Regions from separate parts of the Mus musculus genome. Here region 2 is linked to region 1. Evidence: chromatin contacts called from public HiChIP or PLAC-seq data. All regions are on one chromosome and are shown on one strand. Each heading gives the region's core, a stretch centred on a gene start, on an enhancer-like site or on the middle of the called end of the contact. The rest is flanking DNA. Distances are from core to core; before and after follow the strand shown.

Evidence for each region. HiChIP or PLAC-seq counts read pairs in DNA pulled down with a chosen protein or histone mark.
Region 2: a contact with region 1 is called in an H3K27ac HiChIP or PLAC-seq map of embryonic stem cells, with 2.9 times the contacts expected there. The contact joins two enhancer-like sites. A contact is called at or near these places in 4 of 484 Hi-C or Micro-C datasets (the G1E-ER4 cell line, bone marrow-derived macrophages, embryonic stem cells and 1 more), 6 of 115 datasets of contacts at active chromatin or transcription factors (effector CD8 T cells, embryonic stem cells and microglia) and 4 of 9 other capture datasets (adipose tissue, embryonic stem cells, liver and 1 more).

The regions. Positions count from the first base shown.
Region 1 is chr10:117,809,465-117,812,164 of GRCm38.p6, reverse strand. No RefSeq gene overlaps it. Among named protein-coding and RNA genes, the nearest start is that of Nup107, 18 kb to the right of the region's middle. Within about 2 kb of position 1,369, at least 28 of the 459 cell types and tissues checked have an H3K27ac peak or open chromatin away from gene starts, as enhancers often do. A contact at or near this core is called in embryonic stem cells, where this site is marked.
Region 2 is chr10:118,043,720-118,046,419 of GRCm38.p6, reverse strand. The region is part of intron 1 of Gm32663 (a long non-coding RNA gene); the gene reads right to left. Among named protein-coding and RNA genes, the nearest start is that of Gm32663, 32 kb to the right of the region's middle. Within about 2 kb of position 1,414, at least 22 of the 459 cell types and tissues checked have an H3K27ac peak or open chromatin away from gene starts, as enhancers often do. A contact at or near this core is called in embryonic stem cells, where this site is marked.

The DNA.
Region 1 (2,700 bases), core at 120-2,619:
TCACTGGAGAAGGAAAAATGCACAAGTGTGTTGGGGATGGGGACTGGTGCCAAGGCTGACAGTTGCTGAAGCTCCATACAAGTCCGTCTTTATTGTTATTACTGTTTTGATGGTGGTGGATTTTTGTTGTTTTAGGTTTTTTTGTTTGGTTGGGAATTTTTGTTGGTTGGTTGGTTGGGTTTTTTTCATTTGTTTTTCAAGACAGGGTTTCTCTGTGTAGCCCTGGCTGTCCTGGAACTCACTCTATAGACCACTCAGAACTCAGAAATCCACCTGCCTCTGCCTCCCAAGTGCTGGGATTAAAGGCGTGTGCCACCACCGCTTGGCTTAGCTTTGGTTTTGAGACAAGGTCTTGTTGAGTCCAGGCTGATTTCAGACCTGCTGTGTAGTCAAAGACGACCTTGACCTCTTCCTGGCCGCATTTGCTGAGTGGTGACTGGTGAGGCTACAGGCAAACCCCACCACGCCCGGCCGACCGTAGTTTACATTCTGCAAAAGTAGACACAAAATGACTGTTCTAACTGGATCTGTTTTCTGACTCCAGGGGGGTTTTATGTATCCTATATGTTTTAAGCCTGTTTCCCTTACAACCTTGTAAGTTGCTGATCTTAGGAACTAGAGGTTATATCTAGAACCTTGTAAGTTGCTGATCTTAGGAACTAGAGGTTATATCTAGAATTTGAGATACCTACCTCATTGCCACCGTTCTCTCCAGCGCCTGCTGTATTCCAGGCACTATTCACAGTGCTGAAGATGAAGCAGGTGTTCTGCCTGTGTGGAGATGCGCAGCCAGCAAAGCTCTGCCGGCCGTATGTTGAACCTGCACAGAGCCTTCCATCTTGATGGTGTGGTTAGTTTAGCAAAACCTGCTATCAAGTTTGACAAGTTCAAAGGCTTTTTCTCCTTTGCTGTCAGCCTTCTCATCTGTTGGAGAAGAGTGGGCAGAACTGTTACTATTTGGCTTGATGGCTGGTTAGACCTAGGTTAGCCTCATCTCTGCTGGACCTAAGCTAGCCTCGTCTCCCTCACTGTTGTTGGGAAGTGTGGTAACGCCCATCTATAGCCTTTAGCTCTTCAGCATTTGACTTTTCTAGAAACAACACCCTTACCTTAGAGGATTTCTGTGTGAGTAATGTACCAACCCAAGTTAAAAGGTCACCGCAGTTTTTAAATAAGGCAGAGAACAAAAAGTCTTTCGAGTTTTGTCTTCTGCCTGTTGCCCATTCAGATTTCTGTTTATGGTGTGGTAGTCTGCGTCCCTTATGAGGAATGATTTCAGAACAAGAAACTATCACTGTCAACCCTGCAATGTGCTCCAGGGCTGGGGAAGAAGTGATAAGGCAAAGAAGTCACGTCTTCCGAAGACTTAATGAGTCCCTCCACAGTGGGAGAGGCGAAGGCAGTGAATTCCAGGCATGCTGAGGAACTGCTGAGCTAGACTTAACCCCTTAAGTGATTTGGGCGTATTGCTCGGGTAAAAGGAAAAACCCAAAAACCGTAAGAGTGACTAGAGAACTAGTTAGCCGTTAACCAGTTGGTAAGAGTGACTAGAGAATTGGTTAGCAGTTAACCAGTTGGTCCTCAACCCTGCTGACGCTGCGGCCCTTTACCACGGTTCCTCATGGTATAGGGACTCCGCCCAAGAACAAAGTCATTTTCCTTACTACTTACGATTTTGTTACTGTCGACGATTCAATTCGTAATGTAAATATTTTTGGAGGTAGAGGTTTGTCAGACGGGGTCGAGACCCACAGGTTGAGAACCACTAGAACAACTTAGATGCCAAGGCTTGGGGGAAAAAATGTCTGAGGTTGGTGAGGAACAAAGGGATTGGGCACCGATGAAGATAATCTAGAGAAGCTGACAAGAAGTTGTTGTTGGGATACATTTAAGGAGAAAAAAAAAACACCTTGGGGAAGGGTGGGTTTATGTTGAGTGATGGCTGTCTTCTTCCCCAGAGAGCCACGTTTGACCAGTTGCCCTTACTAATAGGTATGGGTGACATTTGCTTCCATAAGAACTGAGCATGAAAGCCTGGTAGAAGCAGACTTGGGATGGACAGGGTTGGATTAAAGATTGGAGGCAGAGGGTGGTCATCATCTCCCACCATACGCCCCTCACTGTTTCTGCTCTCATTCACACCTCCTGATGGGGACTGACAGCTGATCCAAGGCACCAGGCCTCTGTGGATCTCTACCGAGTGCCCCAGAGCTGCTGATAGCTGGGCCACGGCTACGGGTACAGGCCACCACCAGGTGTGACATGGCTTCCCAATGTCACATGGCTTCCCAATAAAGGCCACACTTTTTTCCCCCTCATTTTTCTTAAACAATACTTTAGTACTTGGCCAGAAATGTTTTAAAGATAAATTAACTGTTTTTGTAATGAGCTGTAGCTCTATTTATCTAATTCTCTGGGGAAGCATTTGTGTCCTAAACAGAGTGTTCTAACAGATGTGGTGGTTTAAGCTATAGAGGTTCCTGCTCACATCCCCAAATCAAAACAGGACTGCACACTTGCTAGAGACGCCAGAAGCAAGCCCGTTCTTTGGCATTTAAAGATACTTGTGATGGTATTCAGAGCCCATCTGGATAACCCAGTGTTATTTGCCAAACCTTTAATTGCATCTGCAGGTGCCCCCTTTTTTTTCAGTTGATTGTAGCATCAAAGGTTTTGGGGGTTGGGGGTGTCAGTGTAACC
Region 2 (2,700 bases), core at 165-2,664, 230 kb before region 1:
CCCCACAGTGAATCCCCAATCTAAAAGTAACACAGCAGCCATTGCCTAGCGTGCACATAGGGAGAGTGTAAGGCAGTGGAGCCTAGACACCATACCACTCCTCTACCCTGGGCAAACCCCCTACACACACACATACACACACACACACACACACACACACACACACACACACACACACAAGACCATAGTTGATAGGGAAAGTCTACAGCATCCAGGGCTAAACCAAGACAGACACCAATGTGTTGATAAGGGTAAATGGAGGAAAACACACAGCTCAAACATTTTGGCCTAGGATGCTTATAAGATACAAACAACCGTGGAATGGAAATATTTGAAAGAAATTATACTGACCAGGTTCAGCATAATTTTTTCCTTTATATCACTCCCCCAAACTATCTGCATAACAACAATTTACAGTGTGCTCCCTATTATACTTAATTAGGGGACGATTTAAACTATACATGAGAATGTGCAGGCACTATACGGAAACATCGGTTTATATAAGAGTTTTGAGCATGCATAGGTTTGGAAGATCATAAGGAGTCCTGGGACTATTCCTTACAAATGCCGAAGGCAGCTTCATTCTCCAAGATCTTAGTTCAAAGGTCACATACAAGAAACATCCAATAAATATTTGCTGTGTTAGCAGGTGGGGTGGTCCACACCTTTAATCCCAGCATGCTTAAGGCAGAGGCACGCAGAGGCAGGCAGAGGCAGAGGCAGACAGAGGCAGGGGCAGGCAGAGGCACGCAGAGGCAGACAGAGGCAGAGGCAGGCAGAGGCAGGCAGGGGCAGGCAGAGGCAAGCAGGGGCAGGCAGGGGCAGGCAGAGGCAGTCAGAGGCAGGCAGGGGCAGACAGAGGCAGGCAGAGCTCTGTGAGTTCCAGGACAGCCTCTGGTCTTTAGAGCAAGTTCCAAGACAGAGCTACACAGAGAAGCACTGTCCACATAAATAAATAAACAAACAGACAAATAAATAAAAATATGCTGTATTGAGCTCCTCTGTGGAAGATCCCCAAGCTGAACCTAACAAGCTCTCACTGTTTCAGAAAGTCCCCCACCAGGCCCCCAGCCATTCCCCTCCTAGTTAAAGAAGACATTCAGTCACTCAGCCATCTTTCACACAATGTATTCTTTTTGGAAGCCTGGGGCTTGCATTATTTCTAACTATGAAAACATACCCGGGGTCATATAATACAACCACTTCAATCACCCTGCAATGTTTCAGCTTGCTTGGAAGGTGGCTTCTGATTTCCAAATAACAATTTGCCTTTAAATAGAATAGATTAGTTTTTAAACCGGGCATCTAAAGTGTTCGGCATTTGCATGTAAAAGTGTCATTAGGTTGAAGTGAGAGTGATGCTCAGTGCTTCACAAAGGAAGTGATTGAAAAACCTTCTCTGTGGGCTGTAAAGAAAAAAGACTGAGGTGTACTGAGACTCTCAGCCCCCCTCCCTGTCCCAGCCAGAGGCAAATGGATACATTGTTATATAAAACCTGGAGGCTCCCTTTGGCTGGAAGATCTTAATTGAGCTATGTAAATTTACCAGTCCCACCTGTCTTGTGACTAAGCTAAATTGGTTTGCATCTAAACCTCATTATCCACACATAGGAACTTCAGTATGGCTTGGCAATATAGACATCTGTTGGACTGCATTTTCTTGTCAGTAAGACTAGAAAGCTGAATTGATTAATATCTATAGTTACCAAGCACTCTAACTCCATAAATCTTTTGGGACTCTATAATGGATCAGATATACTTCCTATGATACTGACTGAAAATATCCTAAATATATATTATATGTAAATGCATATAAATACATATAACATATGTAAATAAATATCATATATATGATATTTACATATATGATATGTACATACCCTAAATCTGAGCGAAAGATAATTTGTTATCTAAAGAACATGTTTAGCTTTATTCAATACCTTTAGATTCCCAACAAAAATATTACAGCGGGGGGGGGGGGTTGCAGGGGGGGTTGCAGGGGGGGGGAACTACCAGACATACTGAAATTTTCAGTGGATTCAATTCCTAGTTCTGCCAACTACAAACTGTATGAAGTTGGTCAATTTACCTACCCTTAGCACAATAGGCAGAATGTCTCTGATGCCAGACCTTACCAGTCGAAGGCTGCCCAGTGTGTGGTGGTGTTTGAAAGTGGGGGTCTCTGGAAGGTGACAAGTTCCTGAGAACGAACAAACAAACCAAAACAACCATGATCCCTAGAAGGCCTGTGTCACCAGAAGTGTCACAGTCTCTGGCTTTATTACTGGAATAAGTGAGCTCTCTTTAGTCTCTGTGTAGCCAAGTGAGATCAAGTTCCAGGGTGGCACCCATTTCGGTGAGTCCTGTATTCAATTTGGCCTGCAGTGTGGCTGGGGTGAGCGAGGCCTCTCTGTTACCCGCCCGGCTAGAATGGAACAGAGTGGCAAGCAATTCCCCCAAAGGAAAATAAATATTCCTGTCGCTGCCAAAAGATACTGAACAGATAGAGGACTGCCAAAAATCACAACAAAATTTTCCACTAAACACCCCGTGCTTTTTGTATTTTGGCATCGAGGAAAGGTTTGAGAGATGAAAGTATGTGCGGAAAGCTTTAAACGCACTGCGCGTGCCTGCAGTTTCAGTTCTCGGCAGGTAGACGCAGGACAGGCCTGGGACTAAGGAGGCGTGGGCTTCGATCCC